2 separate regions of the Triticum aestivum genome follow, and region 2 is linked to region 1. Evidence: chromatin contacts called from public Hi-C data. All regions are on one chromosome and are shown on one strand. Each heading gives the region's core, a stretch centred on a gene start, on an enhancer-like site or on the middle of the called end of the contact. The rest is flanking DNA. Distances are from core to core; before and after follow the strand shown. Region 1 holds the start of LOC123138359 (galactoside 2-alpha-L-fucosyltransferase). Region 2 holds the start of LOC123138362 (actin cytoskeleton-regulatory complex protein PAN1).

Evidence for each region. Hi-C and Micro-C count contacts between places; a contact is called where the count stands out from the background.
Region 2: a Hi-C map of leaf shows a contact between it and region 1, with 3 times the contacts expected there. The contact joins the promoter of LOC123138362 here to the promoter of LOC123138359 in region 1. A contact is called at or near these places in 2 of 5 Hi-C or Micro-C datasets (both in leaf).

The regions. Positions count from the first base shown.
Region 1 is chr6B:624,000,249-624,004,377 of IWGSC CS RefSeq v2.1, forward strand. LOC123138359 (galactoside 2-alpha-L-fucosyltransferase) reads right to left here and starts at 1,797. Exons shown (of 2, transcript XM_044558323.1): 1 at 1,408-1,797; 2 at 1-576. The coding sequence starts at 1,654.
Region 2 is chr6B:624,319,587-624,324,140 of IWGSC CS RefSeq v2.1, forward strand. It overlaps LOC123138362 (actin cytoskeleton-regulatory complex protein PAN1), which reads left to right and starts at 2,557. Exons shown (of 7, transcript XM_044558325.1): 1 at 2,557-2,950. The coding sequence starts at 2,802.

The sequences.
Region 1 (4,129 bases), core at 547-3,046:
TATCATAGTCACTATAGTCATGAGCCAAATGAAGATAGACAAAAGCAGGGCTACGATGAACAACTTTACTCTTCAGCTTGTTTCCGTAACTCTCAGGAGAGACAACACTGAAGTTCTTGAACTGCTTAATGGGGAAATCTGACGGTAGCAACCATGAAGTTTCAGGAAATGGTTCGCAGAAGAGATCTGCGGTGCCTTTGTCTCCGTCGACAAGTAAGACTCTGTTTGTAAGGATTGCATACAGAAATGCCGAGGCGATTGTCAAGATCCTGTTCCCGAGACCACTGTAAGCTGTCCAGACCAGATAGTTGCAGTCCATAACCTTAATATCCTGACCAGACTTAAGCTGCTCAACAGCTTTCATGTATAATTCAGTACGTGGACCACACTTTTTCTGGAGGGCCTCTTGTTCCCTTAATCTTTCCAAGAGGTAGGTAGATGGAAAGTGGGGCGATATTCGACGATACAGTACTGATTGGTATCTACTTAGGCAAGATTGTTCATCAAAACCAGGAGCTAGCAAGCCTCCAAGTAATTTGTCCTTGACAACTTCCGGAGATCCTGAGGTGCCGTCTTCTGAAAACACAACAACAGAAAAACATTGTATCAGAATTCATGTACAGAACATAAGAGTTATGCTTCAATCTGCAGAAGAAAAATGAAAACAAAATGTTCATCTTTTGGTCAAGTGTCATTGATGCCTGAGGTAGGCGCGGATTACTCAAGTCAGTCAGTAAATGCGGATGACAAGGATAGAACAATGCAGTGCATAAACAAGACAAGGCACGGAACAACAGTCGCATGAAACATAAACTAGACAAAGCTGACCCTGTTTACCATGGCAAATGATGGTAAAGTAATTTAGCATCAATGCTCATATGCTATGGATATCACGGTATACAAGGAAATTTAGCAATTAGTACAAAAAAAAATACACATGTAACGAGAGCTCGGGGCGGCATTCAGAACCCCAGCATTCTGTAGGCAATAGTGTTCACTGCGCTCATACTGCACATTGTGATCTGAAGAACGTTGTGGCTAGTCACTGACAATTACCATCACCGACGGTAAATATCAGTAAACATCAAACGTACCAAAACCTAGCAACTTGCAACATTTTAAAGTTTAAGAGCTAAACTGACACAAAAAATACTGGAAAAAAAAAAACTCGCTTGCAATAACTAGGGAGTATCAGCGCACATGTCAAAAGAGAAGAGGGAGTATCAGCCCAGCGAAGAAAGTCATGGAGCCCAGACATTAAAGGCGCCATGCTTGGCACCCTGAATGTACAAGTCCGAGAATTCAGGGTTCGAACAAAAGCCGTGGTCCTAGCGGCAGCCGAACTCAAAAATGGAAACTTGCGTTACGGGCGCAGGCGTATCCGTGGTATGTGTCTCACGTACGTACCATCTCGCGGACGGACGAGGCGCAGGTCATCGCGCCCGGAGGGATCAGCGTCGAGGAGATGGCCCCTCCGCGCGGCGGAGCCCCCGGCGAGCATGAGGAGGAGGACGGCGCAGACGACGAGCGCCGCGGCCGGCAGGGACCACCGCAGCAGCAGCATCGCCGCGCCGCCCTTCCTCCCGCGCGGAGACGCCTCCGCGGGCGCCTCCTCCTCCCGCGGCGTGCGGCGGATCCGCTCCTTGATGTCCATGCGGGCCGTGTCCCGGGGTTCTTCTGCCTGCCTGCCTTCCGCCGGAAAAAGGCACAGGCGGCGTCAAAAGATGGGCGCTGCCTACGTCTCTCGTGGCGCGACCGCGACCGGGGTTGATGTACTAGTAGGGGAGGGGGTGGGCACGGGCGGAGTGGGGGCCGCACGCGCAGGGGTTTTGAACCTTCGATGCGATGCGATGCGTTTCAGTTCAGGTGGGAAAAACGGTGAGAAACGATGTGATCGAGCCGACGGCGTCGGTCGTCGTCGGTGCGGCTCTGTCGGTGGTCACTGGGCGGGCGCCTCGGCGTGGCTTTTTCGCGGTCTGGCTCCTGCTTTTTGTGGCGCGGTGGCCGTGCCGGGGCTCCTGTGCGGGGTACCGGGCGCGCGCGGCTCGCCGAGTTGGGCGGTTGATGAGGCGACCGTGCCGGCCGATGCGGCTTTGCATGGTGGAGCCGGTTGGTTCGTCTCGGGTGACGCCGGTGCACTGGGCGTCCCACGCCGAGGTGTCGTGCTTCCCCTTCCTGCAGTACACTTCCTGAAGGCCCAGTTACACAACATACAACTTTGTGAGCAAGAAATGAAGGCCCGGTTCATGAAATCAATTAGCAAAGGTCTTCGCATGGAAAGCACATGTTTGTTTACGCGAAAAGCACATTTGTTCTTCTCGGAAATGGAAAAGAATATGTGCTTTCAAGAGAATCTGGTTTTTTCATCCAACTTCTATATATTTCGTTTGATGTTCTGTGAAAAACAATTTATAAATTTTATAAACACTTTTGAAATTTCAAGAATATTAGTACATTTTATTTATTTACCGAATTTAAATAAAAACATTCATGAAGTAAAAATGTTCCCAAATTTCAAAAAATAGTGGCGAATTTATAAAAAATAAATAAAATAAGAGAAAAAATATGAATTCAAAACATTTATACTAATTGAAAATATGTTCATGAATTTTAATTTTTGTCAATTAAAAAAACGAATTTCCACAAATATTCATTAATTTAAAAGTTGTCCGCGAGTTCAAGAAATGTTAACTTTTTGTTTTTGTTTTTTGGATTTCAGAAATGTTTACAGATTAAAAAATGTAAAATAGAAAAATAAAAATAAAAGATTTCGAAGAAAACTGATAAACCATCAAAGAAAACACATAAAAAGAAAAATGGTAAAATGGCGGTTATAGAACTTTTCCAAAACCGGTGGAAAAGGAATAGAAAGGGCACGCACTAGGTCGAATCCCATAGGTGCCAAATCCAGGCTAATCCCTACGCGGCGCACATCCCCGACCGAAAATGGGCGGCCCAGATAGAACTATAGTGATAGTTTGGTTCTTATCGTGGTTTTTTCGGGCCTGTTTTTTTCTGTTTTGTTTCTGTCTGTTTTTAGTCTGAATTTTGGTGAATTGTTTTATTTTTTATTTTATTCATTTTATTTTGAAACATTTTTAGTTTTTATGATTTATTTATTTTTCAAACTCGTGAATTTTTCTGTTGTGTTGCGTTTCAGGTGGAGAAAACGGTGAGAAACGATGTGATCGAGCCGACGGCATCGGTCGTCGTCGGTGCGGCGCTATCGGTGGTCACTGGGCGGGTGCCTCGGCGTGGCTTTCCGTGGTCTGGCTCCTGCTTTTTGTGGCGCGGCCGCAGGGTGAGGTGCCGTGCCGGGGCTCCTGTGCAGGGCACCGGGCGCGCGCGGCTCGCCGAGTTGGGCGGTTGATGAGATGAGGCGAGCGTGCCGGCCGATGCGGCTTTGCATGGTGGAGCCGGTTGGTTCGTCTCGGGCGACGCCGGTGCACTGGGCGTCCCACGTCGAGGTGTCGGGCTTCCCCTTCCTACAGTACACTTCCTGAAGGCACAGTTGTAGAACTTATAACTTTATTATGAGAAAGAAATGAAGTCTCAATTCATGAAATCAATCAGCAAAGCTCTTCGCATGGATTATTGGAAGCAATTAAGGAGCCATGAGGTCAGAGAATTTTCTGCCCTCGCTGGTCCGATTATTTGGATCTGATGAGTTTATGTTGTTGTGTCAAGCTTTTTGTGTTGGTCTGATTTTTTGTGGAGGTGAAATCTTTCATCGTCACTGTTGTGAAGATATAGTGATTCGACAACCTGCACTTCTAGGGGATCAACCCTGGCCCAAGTAAGTTCATCGATCAAGGCTTCCCATCTTTTTGGATGGACGACTCAAGGCACTTTCAAAAACCATTGTTAGTAATGTTCGTGCGGATGAAAGAGTGACAACATTGTTGCTTCAGTCCAATTGCGGCCTCTTTACCGAAGTCTTCGCAGTATTTCTTCGAGCAGGGATGATACCGCAAAGAAGGTGTTTTCAGAAGATTTCATTGTAATTCTTAATCATAGGAGTTACTTTGCATTTTCTTAGATCATACGTCCAAATCAGTGTATCTGTAATTGTTATGAGTATAAATAAAATTACAGGGTGTTTCTAAAAAAACAAGGGTTATGCCTTGCG
Region 2 (4,554 bases), core at 1,307-3,806, 320 kb after region 1:
TGAGGAGAATACGGTGGCCCTAGTGGCTTCTTGGGGAGCATTGTGCCTCCACGCCGCTCTAACAGAGATGTACTTCCTCTCAAAGGGAAGGAACTTCGGTAACACAGCCTCGTCTCCACCGACTCCATTCTTGGTTATCTCTCACCTTTACTTGTGCAAGCTTATTTTGTGTTGTATCCTTTGCTTGCTTGTGTGCTTGTTGTTGTTGCATCATATAGGTTGTTCACCTAGTTGCACATCTAGACAACCTACTTTGATGCTAAATTTAATTTGGTCAAGAAAAGCTAAAAATTGTTAGTTGCCTATTCACCCCCCCCCCCTCTAGTCAACCATACTGATCCTTTCAACAGGGGCGACACCGACGAACACCACCAGAGATGAACACATACCACCGTCGACCCATCTGGCCTCACCACCACCACCAACATCCCTGCAGCAACACCCACACGTCAACCAAGCAGACCCCAAGATGATGCCTTCAAGAAGGGTCGCGACGTCGGTTGCGCCGCCATCATCCACACCAGGAGGACTTGGGCCAGGGGTTTCCCCGGGGTCTAAACTACCATGTTCATCCGACCAAGCAAGGTGAGCCTTGAACGTTGGTCGTCTGATCGCCACCCAATGACTCCCCAAAGAGGGGAGAGGGTCATACAGGAACGAGGTGGTCCAGAGAGGATCACACCCCGCTAACCCGGCTTCCGATTGGAGAATCAAACCACTCCGGGGTCCGATGACGAGGAGGAAACAACCTAGCGATGACGCCTCCAAGGAGGTTAGCGGTGCCCATGGGCGTCGCCGTCGCCGGCTCCCGATGGAGCATGGCTTTCGCCACGGTTGATCCGACAACCACTCGACGGACGGCTGAGTGTGATGAGTTGCGCACGAACACAACCTCCAGCAGCCACATCCCACCTGCCGCGCAGAGCTGATCCTCCCGAGACGTGCCACCACCACGCCATCGAGCAGCAGCCACCGGAGCTCCGAGTTGGACGTCGGCAAGGCCATGGCGTGAGACATGGTTGACCCGAGCTAGAGAAATGCCAGATCTGAGTAGCGCCTGTCCTGGTAGCCCGTCACACAGCGGGACCAGAAGCAGCTGAGCGCAACATCCCCAACACCCGGCGCGGACCACCAAAGACCAGATCCAGGTGGATCTAGACCGCCTGCGCCGCAACAGGGCAGTCTCCGATCAAACCCGGGTCATCCGTTGCGCCGCTCCACCACCCCAACGCCGTGCTCGAGCGGCCAAGCCACGGCACGGACGAGATGCAGGTCGCCAGAGCTGGTTGTGCCAGAACGAGACCCACACGAAAACGCTGCCGCGGTCACCGAGGGAGGGCTCTGTCGTGCTCGAGGCCTTCCCACGACGCGAGCAAGGTCTCCTCCGCCGCCGTCGGCCGCAGAGGCTTCGCCCTGCAACTTCCTCCGACAGCGGCGGAGAGGAGAGGAAGGATTCTGCGCCGCAGCTAGGGTTGCTTTTCCGCCCGAGCCGCTCGCACGGGAGCGACGCGGGGGACAATAGAGACAAAGCCTAAATATCATCACTTAATCATGTGAAACTATTTCACACACGACTCCTTGAACCTGATTGTCAGAGGACATGTGATGCAACAACCATGTTCCAACACACACGATGGAAGGCCGAGTTGAGTTGTGGTGCAAAAAACGCGCAGCCATTGTCGTGCATGTAGCAACGTTCTCGATCATGTGATACTTGTTCTCGTCTTCATTTCTATCTCAAAGGTGGTCATATTCGTTTACAATGTAAAATTTCAGTTGCGAGGAAGAAACTAGCTTGTGGTTTTGCTCCGGTTTCTTGATTGATTAAAAAGACCATATGGAAGAAAGAAACATTTTTGTCGGCCGAGCTCGAGTCGGCCTGAGCATCTCCGCCTCCTCCGTACGCAGTGCGGCACAGGTTCGGGTGGATTTTTCCGGTTTCCTGCGGAACCCTGTGGCAGAAACAGTGCTTGGAATAAATTCCATCGGTGCTTTTCCCCTCTGCTCCAAACGGGCCAGATAAAACCATCCCTCGGGAACCGAGCTCGCTACGAGAATCCAGTAAAATCCACTAAATCCAAGCGTGAGCGCAGTAAAGATAAAAGTTTTGCTTTCAACGCTAGTACGCGGTAGAAACAAAAGTTGAACAGGATTGGCACAGTAAAAAAGAAGTTGCGCACTTCTGGTATGCGCTTCCAGTCCTTTCTGCGGAAGCGCCTTTGCCCCTTTTCATTCCCACGTCGAGTCCTACTCCTGTAGCTCCCGCCGGGCGCGGGCCCACCCACCCACATGCTAGGCCAAGTCAAGTCCGCGCGTGACCTTTCCTTTTCAATCCGGCGGCTCAGGCCGCGCCCACGCCAAGCGTCGCGGCATCCCAGCCGTCCGCCCACGCAGCGCCTCCAGAGCGTCCCCCTCTGCGCCTCTCTTCCACACGCACGAGTGTCCGTACAGCAGCGCCCACGCGGAACCAGCGTCTCCACGCGGGCCCGCGCGTCAGCATCGCTGACACTCCCACGACGCACCTCTCCTAGGCTCCTACTCTACCCCCTCTCTCTCTCTCTCTCACTCACTCTCACTCGCCATTCTTTCATGCACGGGGCAGCGGAGGCCTTAAAACCCCAATCCCCCCGCACCCCTTTCCCCCTCGCGGGTTCTCCTTGCCGCCGCCGCTCGCCTGAGGAGAGGAGAGAGGGAGGGAGGGAGAGATCTTGCTGCTGCCGCAGTGCCGCTTCATCTATCCTTGCCCGCGAAGCTGCCGCCGGCGCTCGCCTGAGGCGTGGGCTTGTGAGGCGGGGGAGGCCATGGAGGCGGGGCAGGATCCGGAGGCCGAGGACGAGAACCCGGGCTTGCAGGAGCTGTTCCGGCACTACGACGACCTCTACTTCCGCGGCGCGCTCGCCGGCGCCGGCTTCTCCGTCGAGCGGGCCGCCCCGCGCGCCAAGACGATCAGGTGCGCATCCGCCTCTTGGGCTCCCGTTTCTTTGACTCTTGCGGGGGTGGGTGGGGGGGTTGGACCGTCGGGGTGGGCTCCAGGATTTTGCTGGAGACCCCGATCGACTCCCCGGCCGTTAGGAGATGGCTTGCCCGACGAATTTATTTTCTAGCGTCTTTCAAAGAACAATCCTGCTTAGGATGGCGGCGCTATAGATTCTCCCTAATCGCCTCAAAAGATGTTCGTTGTTTAGCAGCATTTGACACTCCCCACTTCGATTTGCATAAAAGATTTTGATTTTATTTCGGTCTAAGTCGATTTTTCCGTCCAATGGTGCAATGGCGTCAAATCTTGATTTCACTTTTTTTTTAAATATAGCATTTTCCCCATTGATTGCTTGCTTGAGCTCAGCTCGACCTTCTTTACAGATCGCAGCACTTCCTTCATGAACTCATTATCTTTTTTTTTTTGCGGGTGAAAATTCTATTGATCAAGTTGTAGCAAGGCTACAGTCTGAATTACAAAGTTCAATAACCTCTGACAGGCCAGAGTTTAACCAAACAACGGTTCTTTCTTCACTTGTAGCAAACTTTGCTAAGAAATCACAAACACTATTTTGACTACGCTTAATGTGCATAAAGGTGGTCTCACGGAGTTCCCTTAATAGCTTAATCTCACGCACCAAAGTAGCAAAAATGGATCTGTTCGTGTTATCATCATTGATCATATTTACTGCCTCCAAAGAATCCATCTCCACCTGTATTGGAAGATCAGTTCTCTGTAAAGCGATAGATAAACCTTCCATACAAGCAGAAAGTTCAGATTCAAGAGCATTCCTGCAAGAGAAAAGTACTCTGCATCTGCATGAAGAGAAAATAATGCTCCCAGTACTATCGCGAAGAACCATTCCGGCACCTGCTCGGTCATCAGTAGTCCAAGACCCGTCGATGTTAAGCTTTGTCCATTTGACATCAGGAACTGCAGCCGTGGCAGTGTGTGTACAGTTGGACAGATGCTCATACGAGATAGTATGCTTCCCCTTGTTTTGGTCGCAATCTGAGTTTTTGAGAGTCACCAATGAGTCCACATAACTAACCACAAAGCTCCTTGACACCTTCAACGAAGGAGGGACCTTATCATGGGTCACTTCATTTCGGTTGTGCCACACCCGCCAGAGGGTCATTAAGAGCATGCACCTATCAATCTCAGGCAAAGGATGGAGCACATTCAGCAGCCACTCCCTTCCTGTGTTTTGAACCTCTTCCAGATTCGGCAGCCGCCAATTCAATTGCATGCACTTCCACATTTGCACAGCTAAGGGACAGCAGCAGAGAGCATGGAAAGTGTCTTCCGTTTCTCGATTACAAACAGGGCATGTCCCTGATAACTCAAGACCCCGTTTATATTTGTTCTGCCAAGTAGGGAGAGAGTCCACCGATGCACGCCATGCAAAATTCTTGACAGTAGGAGGCACATGGCTTTTCCAAATAATTATAATCTGCCAGCAACTACGCCGTCCATCCGGTGCTGAGCTAGATGCTTGAGCTGTCGATCTGCAAGATTCTTCAAAGGCAAGATTATACGCCGACTTGACTGAAAAAGTACCACTTCTAGCCGGCCCC